Linked DNA regions of Mus musculus: all the other regions are linked to region 4. Evidence: chromatin contacts called from public HiCAR-type, HiChIP or PLAC-seq and promoter capture Hi-C data. All regions are on one chromosome and are shown on one strand. Each heading gives the region's core, a stretch centred on a gene start, on an enhancer-like site or on the middle of the called end of the contact. The rest is flanking DNA. Distances are from core to core; before and after follow the strand shown. Region 1 holds the start of Mgst3 (microsomal glutathione S-transferase 3). Region 2 holds the start of Lmx1a (LIM homeobox transcription factor 1 alpha). Region 3 holds the start of Uck2 (uridine-cytidine kinase 2). Region 4 holds the start of Hsd17b7 (hydroxysteroid (17-beta) dehydrogenase 7).

The links. Promoter capture Hi-C pulls out the DNA fragments that hold promoters and counts their contacts. HiCAR-type assays count read pairs that join an accessible place to other places. HiChIP or PLAC-seq counts read pairs in DNA pulled down with a chosen protein or histone mark.
Region 1: a contact with region 4 is called in a HiCAR-type map of astrocytes, with 4 times the contacts expected there. The contact joins the promoter of Mgst3 here to the promoter of Hsd17b7 in region 4. A contact is called at or near these places in 3 of 39 promoter capture datasets (embryonic stem cells, hippocampal neurons and pre-B cells), 1 of 484 Hi-C or Micro-C datasets (B cells), 2 of 115 datasets of contacts at active chromatin or transcription factors (astrocytes and large pre-B cells) and 1 of 9 other capture datasets (liver).
Region 2: a promoter capture Hi-C map of embryonic stem cells shows a contact between it and region 4, with 8 times the contacts expected there. The contact joins the promoter of Lmx1a here to the promoter of Hsd17b7 in region 4. A contact is called at or near these places in 1 of 39 promoter capture datasets (embryonic stem cells), 2 of 115 datasets of contacts at active chromatin or transcription factors (astrocytes and embryonic forebrain) and 1 of 9 other capture datasets (embryonic stem cells).
Region 3: a contact with region 4 is called in an H3K4me3 HiChIP or PLAC-seq map of forebrain, with 8 times the contacts expected there. The contact joins the promoter of Uck2 here to the promoter of Hsd17b7 in region 4. A contact is called at or near these places in 1 of 39 promoter capture datasets (pre-B cells) and 2 of 115 datasets of contacts at active chromatin or transcription factors (extraembryonic endoderm stem cells and forebrain).

What each region holds. Positions count from the first base shown.
Region 1 is chr1:167,392,394-167,396,069 of GRCm38.p6, reverse strand. It overlaps Mgst3 (microsomal glutathione S-transferase 3), which reads left to right and starts at 2,229. Exons shown (of 6, transcript NM_025569.2): 1 at 2,229-2,319.
Region 2 is chr1:167,687,448-167,690,880 of GRCm38.p6, reverse strand. Lmx1a (LIM homeobox transcription factor 1 alpha) reads right to left here and starts at 1,323. Exons shown (of 8, transcript NM_033652.5): 1 at 1,031-1,323. The coding sequence starts at 1,106.
Region 3 is chr1:167,283,646-167,287,422 of GRCm38.p6, reverse strand. Uck2 (uridine-cytidine kinase 2) reads left to right here and starts at 2,296. Exons shown (of 7, transcript NM_030724.3): 1 at 2,296-2,647. The coding sequence starts at 2,549.
Region 4 is chr1:169,966,896-169,970,832 of GRCm38.p6, reverse strand. It overlaps Hsd17b7 (hydroxysteroid (17-beta) dehydrogenase 7), which reads left to right and starts at 1,628. Exons shown (of 9, transcript NM_010476.3): 1 at 1,628-1,735; 2 at 3,400-3,603. The coding sequence starts at 1,701. It overlaps 3110045C21Rik (RIKEN cDNA 3110045C21 gene), which reads right to left and starts at 1,424. Exons shown (of 3, transcript NR_040438.1): 1 at 1,258-1,424; 2 at 31-383.

The DNA of each region.
Region 1 (3,676 bases), core at 980-3,479, 2.6 Mb after region 4:
ATTCTACCGGAGTGTGCACACACACATGAGTAATTTTTGGGAGGTTCTCCTGTATTTCCCAAGGCTTCTACAAAAGACAAACATTGCTTTTGTAAAGTTTTGGTTGATTTGGTTCGTGGTTTTATTGATGTCTGGTTGGATTTTTTTGGCTTCTGATTGGTTGTTTGGCTGGGTCTGGGGGGCTTGAGGGACACCTGTTTGAGACAGTTGCTCACTAGATAGTCCTGGCTGTTCTGAACTCCCTATGCAGACCAGCCTGGCTTCAAACTCATGAAGATCCATCTGCCTCTGTCTCCCAAGAACTGGGATAAAAGGTATTCCACACTTCCTCTGGCCTTGTAAGATTTTTGAAATAAGGTCCTACATGATCAATTCTTGTTTAGGGTCAGACAGGAAGGTCTGTGAAAGCAGCCACCAGTATTATCCTGACTTTCTGATCATCTGTTCTACCACCTTGGCTGCCTTTTTTTATACAGACCAGAAGCAAGAGGGGAATGAGGCCCCTTAATAGTGTAGAAATGGTTTTTCCTATTTGCTTCCTTAATGTTCAGTCAAAGCAAGTCCTGTAAACCCAACACACCAGGAAACCTGAAGTAGAAACCTTTCTTGTACTTAAGGGTAAGCATTAGAACAACTGGAAGCTGATGAAGCAGCAAGAATAAAGATTACATGAGCCTCCGATGTACTTCCAGATGTGTAGGCAAGACAAGCCAGTAAAAAGGAAAGCCAAGCCTGGCCCCTTCCTTGATTCTAGGCTTTCCTGCTTGGGATTGTTCGACTCCCAGGCACTCTTTCTTAGAAGTGCAAATTCTCCCAAAGAAGAGATTCTCGTGAGGATGGGCTCACTAGTGCACCTCTATAATGCCAAGAGTTGGAAGGTGGAGGCAGGAGGATCAGTTCAAGACCAGTGTGAGCTACATGGCAATATGAACTTGAGGCACACCTGGGCTGTGAGGGAGAAAGACAGGTGGAAGAAAGGAAGGGTATGCAAGCTGTGCTAAAGATCCGAAAATCTTAAAAATTGTACTGATTAAAATTTTGGTGATTGTGGAGGGGTGGAAACCTTCAGCCAATCAAGCTAGCTTTAACATCCTTACTAGTCATTTATGTATTTGAACAGCTATCTCGGACCTATCACTCAAATCATTTCAGAGAGTACAAACCTGCCACTAGCCTCTACGAACTCAAGACAAAGAATGTCATCAGACAATATCTGAGATCTTATTCCAGGCTTTGCTATAATCTGCACACCTGATGCCCCCACCACCACCCGTTCCCAACGTACAAGAAAGGGAACTTGACTTAGGAATTTCTTTGGTTCTGTTACTAGAAGTTCACGAAATTACAGTTGGCCACTGCAGGCCATGGTCACTCATATTTGGCTACAGAATAAACTTATTCTCTGGTGTTTGTGAGGAAGGAGGGGAGAGACATTAAAAGGTATGCACTGTCTGACCTAGTTTCTTAGGTCGTAGCATGTTAAGTTTCTTAGGGCATTTCAGAAACGCGGGGCAAAAAAAAAAAAAAAAAAAAAAAGTAGCAGATAGCTTCGGTGCTTTCTGCGACCGGTTTAAAGCAGAACTTATAGAAATTAGCAGTCAAGGTCTGCTTCTGCTTAGTAGGTCCTATCCAAGGCTCTCCTGGAGGCCGCCGCGAGGTGGCACAAGAGGGTGCGCCTGTGCTCTTTGTTAAGTTTGTGCCGGGGTCCGGGAAGAAATACCTGGGCGAGCCAAGCCATAGGAGCCCGCCTGTGGGGCTGGGGGAGAGAGAATGGGTGCGGTGCACCGTGTAGGCAGAGCTGAGGTACGCGCCAACGGCGCAGGCTAAGGGAACTCCCACAGTTTCAAACGCCCCCTCCCCAAGAGAGTCCAAAAGTGAGACACACGCCTTCCCCACCCACCCCAAGCTCTCCATAAACTACGCTCTACTTTCTGCGCACGCGCAGCAAGCTGAGTTACAGTGCCCTGCCGGGGACAAATTACTAACGCGTTACTGTCGCTTCTGTTCCAACCAAGCAGAACAAATCTCTAGGAGCAATTTAATACTGTAGTCACGAAAAGATACTTGGAGAGTAGAGCAAATATATACACTGGGGAGCCGGAAAAGTAGATATGCGGGCTACCCGACACAGGGAAAAAATGCAGTCTAGTTTAAGAAACAGCTAGAACCGCCAAAGTCAGAGGCGGTCTCGGGGGCGGTCCCGAGGGCGTGGCCGCGCGGGGCGGGGCGGAGTGGGGCGGGTCCTGCGGGACAGCTAGAGCCGCACCTAGGCACTGCTGTGCTTCTCAGGTCTGTACCAGGCGCACGAAGGTGAGCCAGGTAAGTGCTGGCAGCTGCGAGCTGCAGGAGCTTTAGCTTCACTGGGACACCTGAATGCCTGCACATGCACAACCGGTATCTCAGTCACTTGGAACGGAATTGGGGTCTCCAACCTCCCTTCTTTATCGGTCGATTTGAGCTCTGCATTTCTACCCACTCTGCCCTCCGCCCTCCCTGCATGCTCCCCCCGATGGTGTAGCTTAGGAGCTTCTCGGGGAGGCCCCTACCTCGCTATCTCTAACTCAGGGAGGTTCTCAAGGTCAGCTCATCCTCAATTCCTTATTTTCCTCCCCCTCCTTAATTCCAATTGTGTAAAGACCTGGGGCTCCCTCTTTCGGCCTTCAAGAGACCACCTGACCTTACTCACTGCAGCTGTTAATACAGAGAAAGGAGCCCGGAACTCTGCAGTGGGAACTGGCCATTCGTACCTGATCTAGCACAGGTTTCATAAGTGGCGTGCAAGCGCCGCGCCTGCTATGGATGTCTTGTTGCTAGGATCCTTCGAGAGGGTCTCAGAGGGAATTGCATTTGTTTTCCTCTCGCCTCGTAGAAATATTTGCATTGATACCTGAATATGGGTCATTTTCTTACTTCTGTCCTCATAGCAAGAGACTTCTTGGGAAGAGTGAGTGGGATATTAATTCATCCCATACTCACATGTCCGCAAGTGTCCCTTTACTTATCTTGTGTCGCTACAGGGAGACCCAGAACCACAGGGTGGGGCACCTGCAGGGTGGTGGAAGGGAGTAAGAGACACTGAGTCACTCCCGAGGTTGTGGTTTCTGTTAATTCTTTGCTTGGGAGGCACCAGTCTGCAAGTAGCCTAGGGTACAAGTCAGTGCGGAAAAGGAAGTAGAGGAAAAGCAGAGACAGATGGTCGGATGGGTAGGAAAGCAACGCTGCGCTGCGGGTTGGGACTTGAATCCCTTAACTAGGGAAAGGAGGTGCCCCAGAGAGCAACCAGCTCTCTGCTCTGTTGCCTGTACTGGTGGCTTAGGTGTGGCCTTGCAGGGTCTGCTGCAGATTTTAAGGTAGTAGCAGAAACCAGGGCTTCCCTGCGGGAATCTGTAGGGCACCTGCAGACTGCAGTTTCCCGGAAGCAGCCAAGGTTATTAGTCAGGGTTACCCGGTGTGTTTTCTTTCAGTGTGTCCATAATGAGAGTATACTGTCTTGAGTCAGGGGATCCAGAATTGTTTATTCTCACAGGAGCTAAATTTATCTAAGGAGTTAAATAAAACTAACATCTGAAATCCAAACATGTGCTTTCACCCTGGGAAGTACATTCTGCTCAGCTTCTTCCTGACACAATGTTACAGAAATAGAAAACTCTGTCAAGTGATTCTTTTTTTTTTTTTC
Region 2 (3,433 bases), core at 74-2,573, 2.3 Mb after region 4:
CTGAGTCCGCACACAGGCTCTAGCCTGCGTCTTCCTTCTTGCTCTGGGGAGAAAATCCTGACAATTTCGAAAGGGAGGTTGAAAGAAGAGGGCATGGGTTTTGTAATTTCGTTTCCTCTGAACTGTTGGGGTGGAGTGGGCGATTTCTCTCTGGACATGGTTTCTATAATCGAAATTTTTTCAGCCCCACTCTATTGGTTCTAAAGTTAGAGAAAGAGGCAAGAGGTTTAAATAAAAGAAAAATCTCTCCTTCAGAAAGAAGCGGGAAGAAACACAGGAAGAAAGAAAATTTAAAAACAAAACAAAACAAAACATTTTTTTCTCCAAACTTGAAAATTCCAAAGGGAGAGTTGAAGAGACACTGGCAAAACAAGCCTGAACTCTGAAAGACCCATGGGTATGACTCTTTGGATCTCTCTATTCTCTGCTCCTTCGAAGTGGCTGGGTTGGGGGTAGAGGGATACCAAGCTTGCGGAACAGGGGTCCGGCTTCAGTTAATTAAAGACCAGGCAAGGGCCCCGCCGTGCAAGCTAATCCCAGCGCAGCGCTGCCCACCAGCCCGGAAAAGCCTCTCGGCCATGCCCAATACTAAAATTGGGGCTGCAGTTGGTGGGGGAAGAGAAGAACCTGGGCGCTCTGGGCCTCGGATCTCTCATGCTAGGACACAGGCCTCTGAGAAACCGGTGGCATTTATGAGCCGTCGATCAGCTCCGTGATTAAAAATCCAGCCCTGGGTATTATTAATCACTTGCCACTCAAATGCCTTGTGAACATGCTCGCCCGCCCCTCAAGGCTTTGGGGAATTCGATGTTGAACTCGTGAAGCCTGGGGAGGCTTGATGGTTGTATTTAGGTAGGGACGACTCAAAAGGACTGATGGACACGGAAAGACAGAGATTGTGGGCACCTCTGTGTGCGCGCGAAGAGGGTGCTAGTCTGGTCGCTTAACCCAGTATCAGAGACCTGACGTACTGAGCTCCCGGCCCCGGCAGAAGGAGGATGCTCTAGGGAGCATGCGGTTGAACACTTACCCAGCAAAGAGGAGAAAGATGCCGAGGTCTCAATCGCACTTTGAAAGTTCTCCTCCATCTTCAGGCCGTCCAACATGTTCGGGGTGAGCCAGGAGGACCTGTAGAGCGGAGGAACGGTTGAGTCTAGCTTCCCGTGCCTGTTGGGACTCCGCACCCTCAGTTGCCACTCTCCTGGGACAGGACAGAAGCAGTGTCCAGGGCGACAAGAATGAGCCTAGAGGGTAGAGTCCAGACAAGGGAAATGTAAGGTGGGAGGAGAGAGAAGAGCCACCGTGAACTGCTCGGACGGCTCTGATTTCACTTGAAGTCAACGCGTTATGTGCTAAGGCCTCCGCCCCCTAACTGCGTTCTCCTAACCCCCACCCCCACCCCTGTCCCCAGGTTTCCCATTCCAAGACCGACTCCGCCCCATCCTATACTAATGTGGCCCCTAGGGATCCCACCACTAGAACTATGGTACTCTGTGTGATGGGGTGGGGGTACGCCTGCTCTCAGAGCCAGGGCCAAGCCGGGACCAACCAGGTCCGATATCCCAGTGGCACCACCACTCACTTTCGACCCTCACCTGTCTTAGAGAGAGGCAGAGTAAGGGACTCGGAGACTGTCCCGCCTGCTTCCGTACTCCTGGCGCAGCGCTCTGCTTGGGGGGTGGGGGGGGGGCGCTCGGGAGTAGGCGTGCGGGGCGCGCGGGGAGGTCCTCCCGCCGGTCGGCCAGTGCCGGGAACGTCTGCAGGAGCAAAGGAGTCGCCTTGGGGAGGAGCCGCGACTGGCCCGGTTCACTCTTGGATGCATTTCAAATCAACTTTCAGAAACACGCCCGCCCGAGCCGGAGCCTAAGGATCCCCGCAGCCTTCCTTACCTGATGGGCGAGCTCGCGCCCAGCGTCCGGAGCAGCGCGAAGTGGCCGGGAGACGCCGGGCAGCTTTGGCGGAGGGAGGAGGCGTCCCCTAGGCTGCAGCCAGAGCAGCCGCCCGGACTCCGGCGCACCCGGGAGAGAGCAGGAGCGAACGCCGGCCCCCGATTCCGCTCCTCGGCGCGCCGGAGTGGGGCCGGGCCGTGGCCTCAAGCCGCCGATCCTCCTCGGGACGTCCCGCCAACACGCGCCGCTCTGCAGCCGGGAAGGGGAAACCAGGCGGCTGCTCCAAGATCGGCGGTGGAACCGGAGGCCCAGGGTCCTGGGTGCAAAGTCCGCCCTGCCTTCTTCGAGGCGGCTCGGGCGGTTTCTGACAGTGGCCGCTGGCTGCGTGCGCGGCCCGGGAAGGGGGTGGGGTGCGCAGGGCGGGGGCCTGGGAGCGCGTCCCGTGGCGGGGCCCGCGGTGCTCTGTTTCCCCGGCTTGGCTGCTCGACCCACCGCGAGGCTACAGCCTGATGCTCCAGTCTGCTGCCCGGACCTCCCGGACGCGCCAAACTTTTCCTTCTCTCCACGTGGAACGGTTGCCCCGGGGGAGCTACACCCCAGACTCGGCAGAGATCCGTGCCACCTAGACTTCACGCGGGCGGGATGGGGATCCGGTTGCTCTCGGATCTGCACCGTAAGTGATGACTAACCTCAGACACCTGGAGGTCGCGGGGATCGCCTAGAGCCCCCAACCCCAATCCTCTCTGCTTTGTGAACTCTGGCACCAGAAGCTCCAAGCTCTTCGGATTTTCATTCACCCACTTGCTCCTGCAACTTACAAATTTGTTTTGGCTTAAAACTCAACTCACCGTTTCTGGCTGAAACTACTTCACTGCTGGGAAATGCAATAATGGGACCCATGGCCAAACCTTGAATCAGGCTCCCTCTATCCTATCCTGCTGGCTGGATGCTAGACTAGAAGTCAGCCAAGGGGACTTTTCTTAGAAAAGAAGATCCTGGGGGCAGTTTTTAATTCCCTGTGATTCATAACATTCTGCAGCGACAGCCCTCCAGCCTCTCTAGAGGCAGGAACAGGGTCTTGCTCCTCTATTCCAAGAAAAGCCTGGGGCCAAGTGACTCAATAAACACATCATTGCGTTGGCTAACATTTTATCGACCATTAATTTTGTGCCAATCTTTATTCCGTAGCCAACTTATCTAATCTTTAAATTTTAAGGTGGGGAAAATTATAGTCTCAGTGTTCGGGTTGCCCTAAGGAAATGGGACACCTGTCCACGTGAAATTCTAGCCTGCTCTCCAGAACACCGTTGGGAGGTCCAATTCCATGGGCTTCTCTAGGGCACCCTCACTTCTACACTGCGAGGAACTCGGTGGCAGTAATCCAGCGCTATAGCATGGTCAGAAGACATACCATGTAAGCAAGTATTCCCTAGTGCCCTTCACCAAGGAAAAGATCTCTTCCTGAACTTATGTCCAACAAGCTCTTCTGTGCTTAGGGACACACACACACACACACACACACACACACCCTGCCCACCCGCAGC
Region 3 (3,777 bases), core at 1,047-3,546, 2.7 Mb after region 4:
GAACTCCAGATTCCAACAAGCCTCACACTGCGCTATAAATAGAGTTCTGCAAATCCTTGAAGACTGTTATATTTCTTTTGCAGAGAATAGACTTTTGGGAGAAGTCAACCCACCCACACTGTCTCTGCTGGGGAATGGAGTGAGGGCTAGCCAGCCTCTCCCAGATGTCGCTGATGGACACCAGGCAACCACTCGGATCTTGGTTTCCTGAGGATGAAGTTTGGTGTTGATGTGACATAAAATATCTCAGAAGAGAACATGTGTAAGCAAGACAAGGTGGTGGAGACTGTGGGATCTGGAAGGTCCATTTCAGCTATTTAGGGAGTAACAGGGTCAGCCTGGGTTACATAAGATCCTATCTCAAAAGAACAAAACAAAGAGTGCTGTCTTCTCCCCCCAAGTCCCAAGATTTCTCTGTGCAGCCTTGACTGTCCTGGAACTCAGAGATTTGCCTGCCTCGGCTTCCTAAGTGTTGGGGTTAAAGGCATCTGCCAACAATACCCAGCTAAATCCTTGGTGTTTTTCCACTAAAGAATTGGAAGTTTCTTATTTCCTTTTTGTTTTTTGAAGTCAGTAAGAGAGAAGATGCACTATATCACGTTGGACTGATTCGTTACTCTTTAACGATGTTTTCAAAAACAAGAAAGTGTGTTAGACTTAAAATTTTTTATTTCTTTTTAAACTTAAAAATTGTAGCACAGTGGTGGCTGCACATACCTTTACTCCCAGGACTCTCTCAGGAGGCAGAGGCAGGAGGATCTCTGTGAGTTTGAGACCAGCCTGGTTTATAGAGTTTCAGGATACAGAGAAACCCTGTCTTGGAAAAGAAACAAAAACAAAACAAACAAAAAAACCCAAACAAAACCCTGTTTTATGTATATAGGCGTTTTGCCTGCATGTATATCTGTGCACCAGTGTTCCTGGTGGAAGCAGGGCCAAGAAGTGGGCATCAGATCCCCTGAAGCTGCCAAGTGAGTGACGGGAATTGGACCCACATACCTCTGGACAAGCAGCCAGTGTTTTTGTTGTTGTTGTTGTTATTGTTGTTGTTGTTGTTGTTATTGTTTTTGATTTTTCGAGACAGGGTTTCTCTGTATAGCCCTGGCTGTCCTGGAACTCACTTTGTAGACCAGGCTGGCCTCGAACTCAGAAATCTGCCTGCCTCTGCCTCCCAAGTGCTGGGATTAAAGGTGTGCAGAGGCAGGTGGATTTCTGAGTTCAAGGCTAGCCTGGTCTACAGGTTTCTGGTTCTAGGACAGCCAGGGCTATATAAAGAAACTCTGTCTCGAACCCCCCCCCAAAAAAAAAGAGGTTCAGAGTTCAGAGAAGCGGAGATTCTAGTACTACCTTTCAGGTGTGCCCAGCAAAACTGCCCTTTCTGGTTCCTTTAGGAGTCTTTTCAAGCCCCAATACTCTACAGTGATATTCAGGCATTGTTCTAAAAACTTTACCTATGATAATTCATTTTAGCCCATCAAAAATCCTAGCGTGTATCATTTTTATTTTCATTTAATAGAGCACTGAGGCACATTGGCCTTGCTTATGGAACTTGATGTGAATGAAGACATCTGGCTCCCGCGGTGAAGACTCCTTTTTAGTCTCCATTTGGTACTGTTTTCCTAACTAAGTGACAAATTGCCTGCCTCTAATAAACTAGGTCAGTTAAAGTCATCAATGAATGGAAATGGCATTGTTATGTTTCTATTTTCATTAACCCTAGCTCCACGGGAATGTCAGTACTGCGGAGCTAGGATGGTGTGGAAGGGCACTGGTTTTTCAGGGAGGAGTAACCGTCCCCGAGTCACCCTTCTTTTAGGGAGTCACATGAGGACAGACCTGCTAAGGAAAATGGCACTTGGGGGTTTCCAAGACAGGAACTCTCTTAAGCCGAGCGGGTGACACACTATTTTGGCACACGGAGGGTGGGAAGGGAGTCTCTGAAAACACAAGTTTCAGTGAGGATGAAGGGTCTAGGCATTAATTCTCCATCTTCATATTCCCAGCCTTTTCCAGTTTTGCGTCTCAAACCTCCAGTCTCTGCTCTGCTCTGGCAGTCTCTTCTAGCTTTTGATCTCTTTTGAAATAGGACGCAGAGTGGCGCATTAAGACGCTGACCTAGCCGGTTTCTTCACCCCTCCACCCCACCCCCCGCTCCGTCCCAGAAAGGGTTAATCCGGCGGGTGGGGAGGGGAGTGGCGCTCACACCTTTCCCAGAGACCTCGGGCGGCGGCGGGGCCCGGGCGGGGCGGAGGCTGGGGCCAGACTCCTGGCGAATAGCAGCGCGCAGCCCGCCCGGATTGGAGCAGCCTCATCACGCTGACCTCTGCCTGGGATGTAAACCCCACGGGCCGCCACGGGCACAGGAGAGCTCTCGGCACCTCCGGGAAAGCCACCTCGGCCTCCCCCGCGCCCGGGCTCCAGCCGCGGCCGGCCCAGCCTCGACCTCAGCAGCGACCAGCTGCTCCTGCGAGGAGCCGAGCGAGCCCGGTCGCGGGCGGGGAGCGTGCGTCGGTTCGCACAGGCTGCGAGAGGAGGGGCGGCGCGAGTCATGGCCGGGGACAGCGAGCAGACCCTGCAGAACCACCAGCAGCCCAACGGCGGCGAGCCCTTCCTGATCGGCGTGAGCGGGGGCACGGCCAGCGGGAAGGTAAGAGTCCGCGCGCCCTGCTCGCACGGCGGGCGGCGCATGTGGCCGGCGCCCGCGGGCCGTGTCAGTTGCAGCCTGCCACCGCGTGGCCCGCGGGATCCTCGTTCCGGGCCGCCGCGCTCCGGCGCCGCCAGACCCCGCGCAGGCTCGGTGCGCGGCGTTGGGGACCAGCGGGGGGACCCGGGCGACCGAGGGTCCAGGATGCGGGTTCCTCCTACAAGTCCCCCGCAGGGATGGTGCGCTCCCTCGCTGGTTCCCGGCGGCGGCTGTGACTCGTGGTCAGGGTCTTGTGGGGGAGGGGCGGAAAGCGGATGCTTATTGTTTTGCAAGTCGGGTGTAAGGACCCGGCTTTCGGGGCTTCCCTCGGAGCCCCGGTACGCTCCTCCGCCCGGCTTGGCCCTGGCCCCGGCCCAAGCCTGTGGGCTGCGAGGCTGGCCGGGATGCGCGAGGTGGCGCGCCCGCTGCCGGGAGCCCACCTGGGGGTTGCAGGGCTTTCCGGGAGAGCCGAAGCTCGATGGGCACAGTCACGGATGGGATGACAGCAGGGGCTGCTGTCTTTTATGCTTAGAAGAGAAAACCGCATCAGTCTCAGTGAGAAAGTTGTACAGGCTCCATGCTCTTCGGTGTCCGGGTCGCTCGCTCCTTGGATCGCAGGGAAGGGGTTACCGAGTCTGACTTTGCGAGGAACCTCTTTCCTTTGTATTTTCTCCTGCACGGCAGCGAGGGGCGACTTGACTTAACCTCGGGTCTTTACTGCAGGTGGAGAAGGGTGGAGCCCTCCCAGATGGTTCTTTCTTTACTCCCCCTCGCTCCCTTTTAGGATGTGGCTGCTTGTTCGCCTGCCGTTTAACAGCCGCCAAGTTCAGTGGGCGCTCGGGCTCCATGAGGGGCGCCCGAGGGAGCTGGGCGCCGCGTGCGGCCGCTGGTGAGGCCGGATGGTGAGTCCCCAAGGCTGGGCAGCGTGGAGCAGGAAGGCTGGATGGCGCCATGAGACGCGCGCCACGCGCCACGAGGTTTTAGCTTCCAGCCCATTTCTCCTTGGCCCCTCCTCCATTTTGATTTTTACGTATTTTCCCTCCAGGTCTGGAGTACTTTAGCTCAGCAGCCCAGATTCGGCGTTGTGTGCCGCA
Region 4 (3,937 bases), core at 379-2,878:
AACAAAACCAAACCAAAACCCAACACTCACCTATGAATTAAAAAATATTTTCATTGCTCGGGGTTGTGACTCTCTATGACAAATGACTTTAAAAATTAAACATTTTAGATTAATAGTCCAGTCCATCCCTTGTCGGTCACAGAGCCTTGGAAGCAGCAACTTGAGTAGAACAAAAGGAGGAAGAGTCCCAGTTTCCCTTACTGGGCTGGGCTGGAAGTGATAGAGGACTTTCTCTGAAGTCTTCTGGGTTTCATCTAACTCAGAGCTGGTCCCACTCCTGTTCTCATCTGAGGCTGTAGTAAGGCTGAACTCCTCTCGGACCCAGGCAGACTCCTGATGTTGCTTTCATGCACAGAGTTCATGCTAATAATTGCACAAGAGAACTTAAAAAAAAAAAAACAACTCAAAATAAACGTCATAATATGTTAATTAAGTTTACAGTTTTCTGGTGGGCCATTTTCATGCTACCCTAGGGTGCAGTGTGGACACACCTGTCTGCCACCCAACCCACCCACCAGGCTCTCCAATTTCTTTTTAAAAAGTGAGCTTTCTTTGGGAGAGCCACACAGTTTTCTCTGTTCTTTTGCTGCCACTTCTGAACTCCAGGGTTTAAAAAGGATCATTTGGGTATGGAATCTCAAGATCAGGGATTTTTTTTTTTTTCCACTTCAAGGCTTTAGAAAATTTGTTAAGTTACTGTCTTTTAAGAACAGTTGAAATGATCAACCAGTTTTCTTAAGTTTTAGCAGTTTGTTGGTATCATTAATCAAAACATATAGATTAAAGCCCAGAAAAGACGTTATCATTTAGGATCACGGCTATCCCTAGTAATTACAGCTCTGAAAGAGGAATAGTTTGTTCAATCATATGAGTATTAGTCCTTTCACTCAATATTAATCATCTGTAAGTAGCGAAAGCTGGGATAACGATTATAACAGCTGCGCAGGGTATTTTTATGCGAATTGAACTTAATAAAAAAAGGGAGTTTTAATGTATGCATTTGCCCCTCCCTGATTACCTAGTTCTGCTCCCTCCAAAGTACTCATCTGGGATGGCTTGGAGACAAAAAAAAAAAAAAAAAAAGAGCGAGCGAGCGAGAGAGAGAGAGAGAGAGAGAGAGAGAGGCAGAGAGAGTGAGAAAATAAAGCTCATTACAGCGACCTGAGAGGTCTGAAGGAGATGACAGTACGCATTCCTTTAGCGTTCTGAGATTCTCTGGTTTCATTCCACATTCAGAGCTTGAAATTGCTAACTTACTCGTGATTCGACATAAATACAATTCAATGAAATCCAGGTTCTCTTTCTTAAAGACCATGCTTTACACATCCTAAGAAGCAAACTTGGACTTGGGTTCCTGCACCGAAGCCTCTCCCAGCAGCCTTGTGAAACCTCCAGCTCTGCCGCCCGCTTGCTTCACTCAGAACAAAGCCCCCGCCGCAGACTGGGGGCGGCGACTGCCTGGATTGGCTATAGGACCCTTGTGTCACGTGGCTCCGCCCCTCGGCCTATCTCACCTCACCCGGTCTGGGCGTGGAGAGAAGATGCCGAGTCGCGATTGGCGGGCCTAACGCGCGGACCGGATGACGCAGGAGAGGTGGAGCCGGGCCGAGCCTTGATTGGTCGAGGTGCGCGTGGTCACGGATCAAGGTTCAGGCTAAGAGAACCCCGGTGCAGTTCTACTTCGGTGCAGGGCGTGGAAGATGCGGAAGGTGGTTTTGATCACCGGGGCGAGCAGGTGAGACCTCCTATGGAACCCCGGAGTCTATGCGGGGGGAAGCGCAGGTCGGTGATTCACTTCGATGGGGTCCGCAGAGACCCCGTTCCCTGGCTTTCCAAGAGGTGTGGTCATGCCTGCCTCGCTTGGTGCTCGGTGCTCGGTGGCTGGCGCTTTGAATTAAACATGACAGTGGAAAGGAAAGCTAAACCGCCAGTGACTGGTCAGCCTGGCAGTGATGCTGGACAGTTGTTCTCTAGGGACCGTCAGTCTCCGAGAGTAGTTAATTGTAGGTGCCCACAGTTCACTTTAAACCTAAACACTCGGGGTGTTTAAATGTCAGCATCCATGAACTTTAGGACAATGAGGAAATTTCACTCCTGCAGCATGTTTTCATATACTCTTTCCAGGAACCTACAGAACGACCAGTCTAGCAACTAAGGCTTATCCTGATGCAGATGCCAGCAAAGTTATTCCAGGCTTGCCCATTTGACCCTTGACCTACTTATCATTTGTTGATGAAGAATGTGTGGAGGATGGACCCAACCAACTCCCCTCCTACCCCCAATTGGTTACATTGCTATTTTTTGAGGAATTAATACAGGATTTGTTAAATGCCACTTAAGCCTGTTTCAGTGACCCAATCACATCTATATTAACTAAACCAGTGGAGGGGTCTGTCTTGGGCTTTTTGTTAGTGTGCGCTCTCCTTTAGGTCAGCTGGGTTTTGGCCGTTCTCGAGTGGAAAGTGCCTGTAGAAGTCAGACCTGAATTGGTGTGATTTTGATATACTGTGGTGTGTGCAACTTATACTAAAGTTGGTATTTAAAGTAAGGATGAATAGGCCGGTATCTGCTTGGTACTTTGCTGGCAGGGCCGCCAGATTCTGTGGATTCCAGACTCACTTTGGAGCTCCCTTTGCTGGCAGTCTGCATGAGAACTTACTGTTACCCAGAATGGCCTCGCTACCAGCAGTGGGCCCCATCTGCTGCGACCTTCATATCACTCTTTGTGACCCAGTGCATCTGAAGCCTCCTAGCTCTGCTCTTTCCTGCTTCTTTGTCTTCGGCTCTATCTGCTTGCTGATTCTGCTTTCTGTCTACTTGTATTGAGGGCTTTTTTTTTTTTTAAACTCTTGGCTATTCTGCTGTGACTTAGTAGTTGACAGGGATTTAACTTCAAGCTGTGCTACTGTGTATTCTCCTGAAAACAAAACAAAACAAAGCAAAAAAAAAACCCCAAAAAACAAAAACCCAAACCAAAACCTCACCGGTTGGTTCACTTACTGCGATTTACAGTTTTCCTAATAGCAACAGTACCAAGAAGTGGTGAGAACCCTTGCCTTTGCGGGACCAAGGCACCACAAGAAAATGGGGACACGGTAAACAACTAATACGGCCCCCCTTAAAGTATTTGCTAGAGATATATTAAATCACACCCTAACAGGTGCTCCAACCCTCACTCACTGTGTCATTGAACCATATTAGAGGGGAACAACTGGATGTTGCTTATCAACATGGCTAATCGGGAGATTCCTTCTTCACATAATGTTTGGGTATTTTCTATCTGCTTGGATTTCTCATTGGAGCTCATATTGACACTGTCAAGTTTCTGAACCAGAGAGAACTGCCTTCATTTAACACCATTTCAATGAGCTCATGCTTGTGCCTGAATTCTCCCTTCAGTGGCATTGGGCTAGCCCTTTGCGGTCGACTGCTGGCAGAAGACGATGACCTCCACCTGTGTTTGGCGTGTAGGAACCTGAGCAAAGCAAGAGCTGTTCGAGATACCCTGCTGGCCTCTCACCCCTCCGCCGAAGTCAGCATCGTGCAGATGGATGTCAGCAGCCTGCAGTCGGTGGTCCGGGGTGCAGAGGAAGTCAAGCAAAAGTATGTCTCTTTGTCATAGATTGCTGTCTGTCATAAAATTAATCAAATGAGAAAGGGCAGGAAAACATTCAAAGGTAATGGGCATAGCTTAAAAGGACTCTTCTTTCCTGTGTGGTAGTATAGCATGGCATTTAATCAAACTGGACAGGTCAGGGAAACATGGGAAGGTAATGGATATAGTATATATAGAACAAGTTGTGCTGAGGGAGTCTGACATAGTGATGACATTCGAGCCCTGAGAACTTGGATTTACCCTTTCCAGTTGGCAAAAGAACTGTTGTGTCGGACACTAGATCTGTATTCTGCTGTATTCTCCGTCCTGTTAGAACGCATT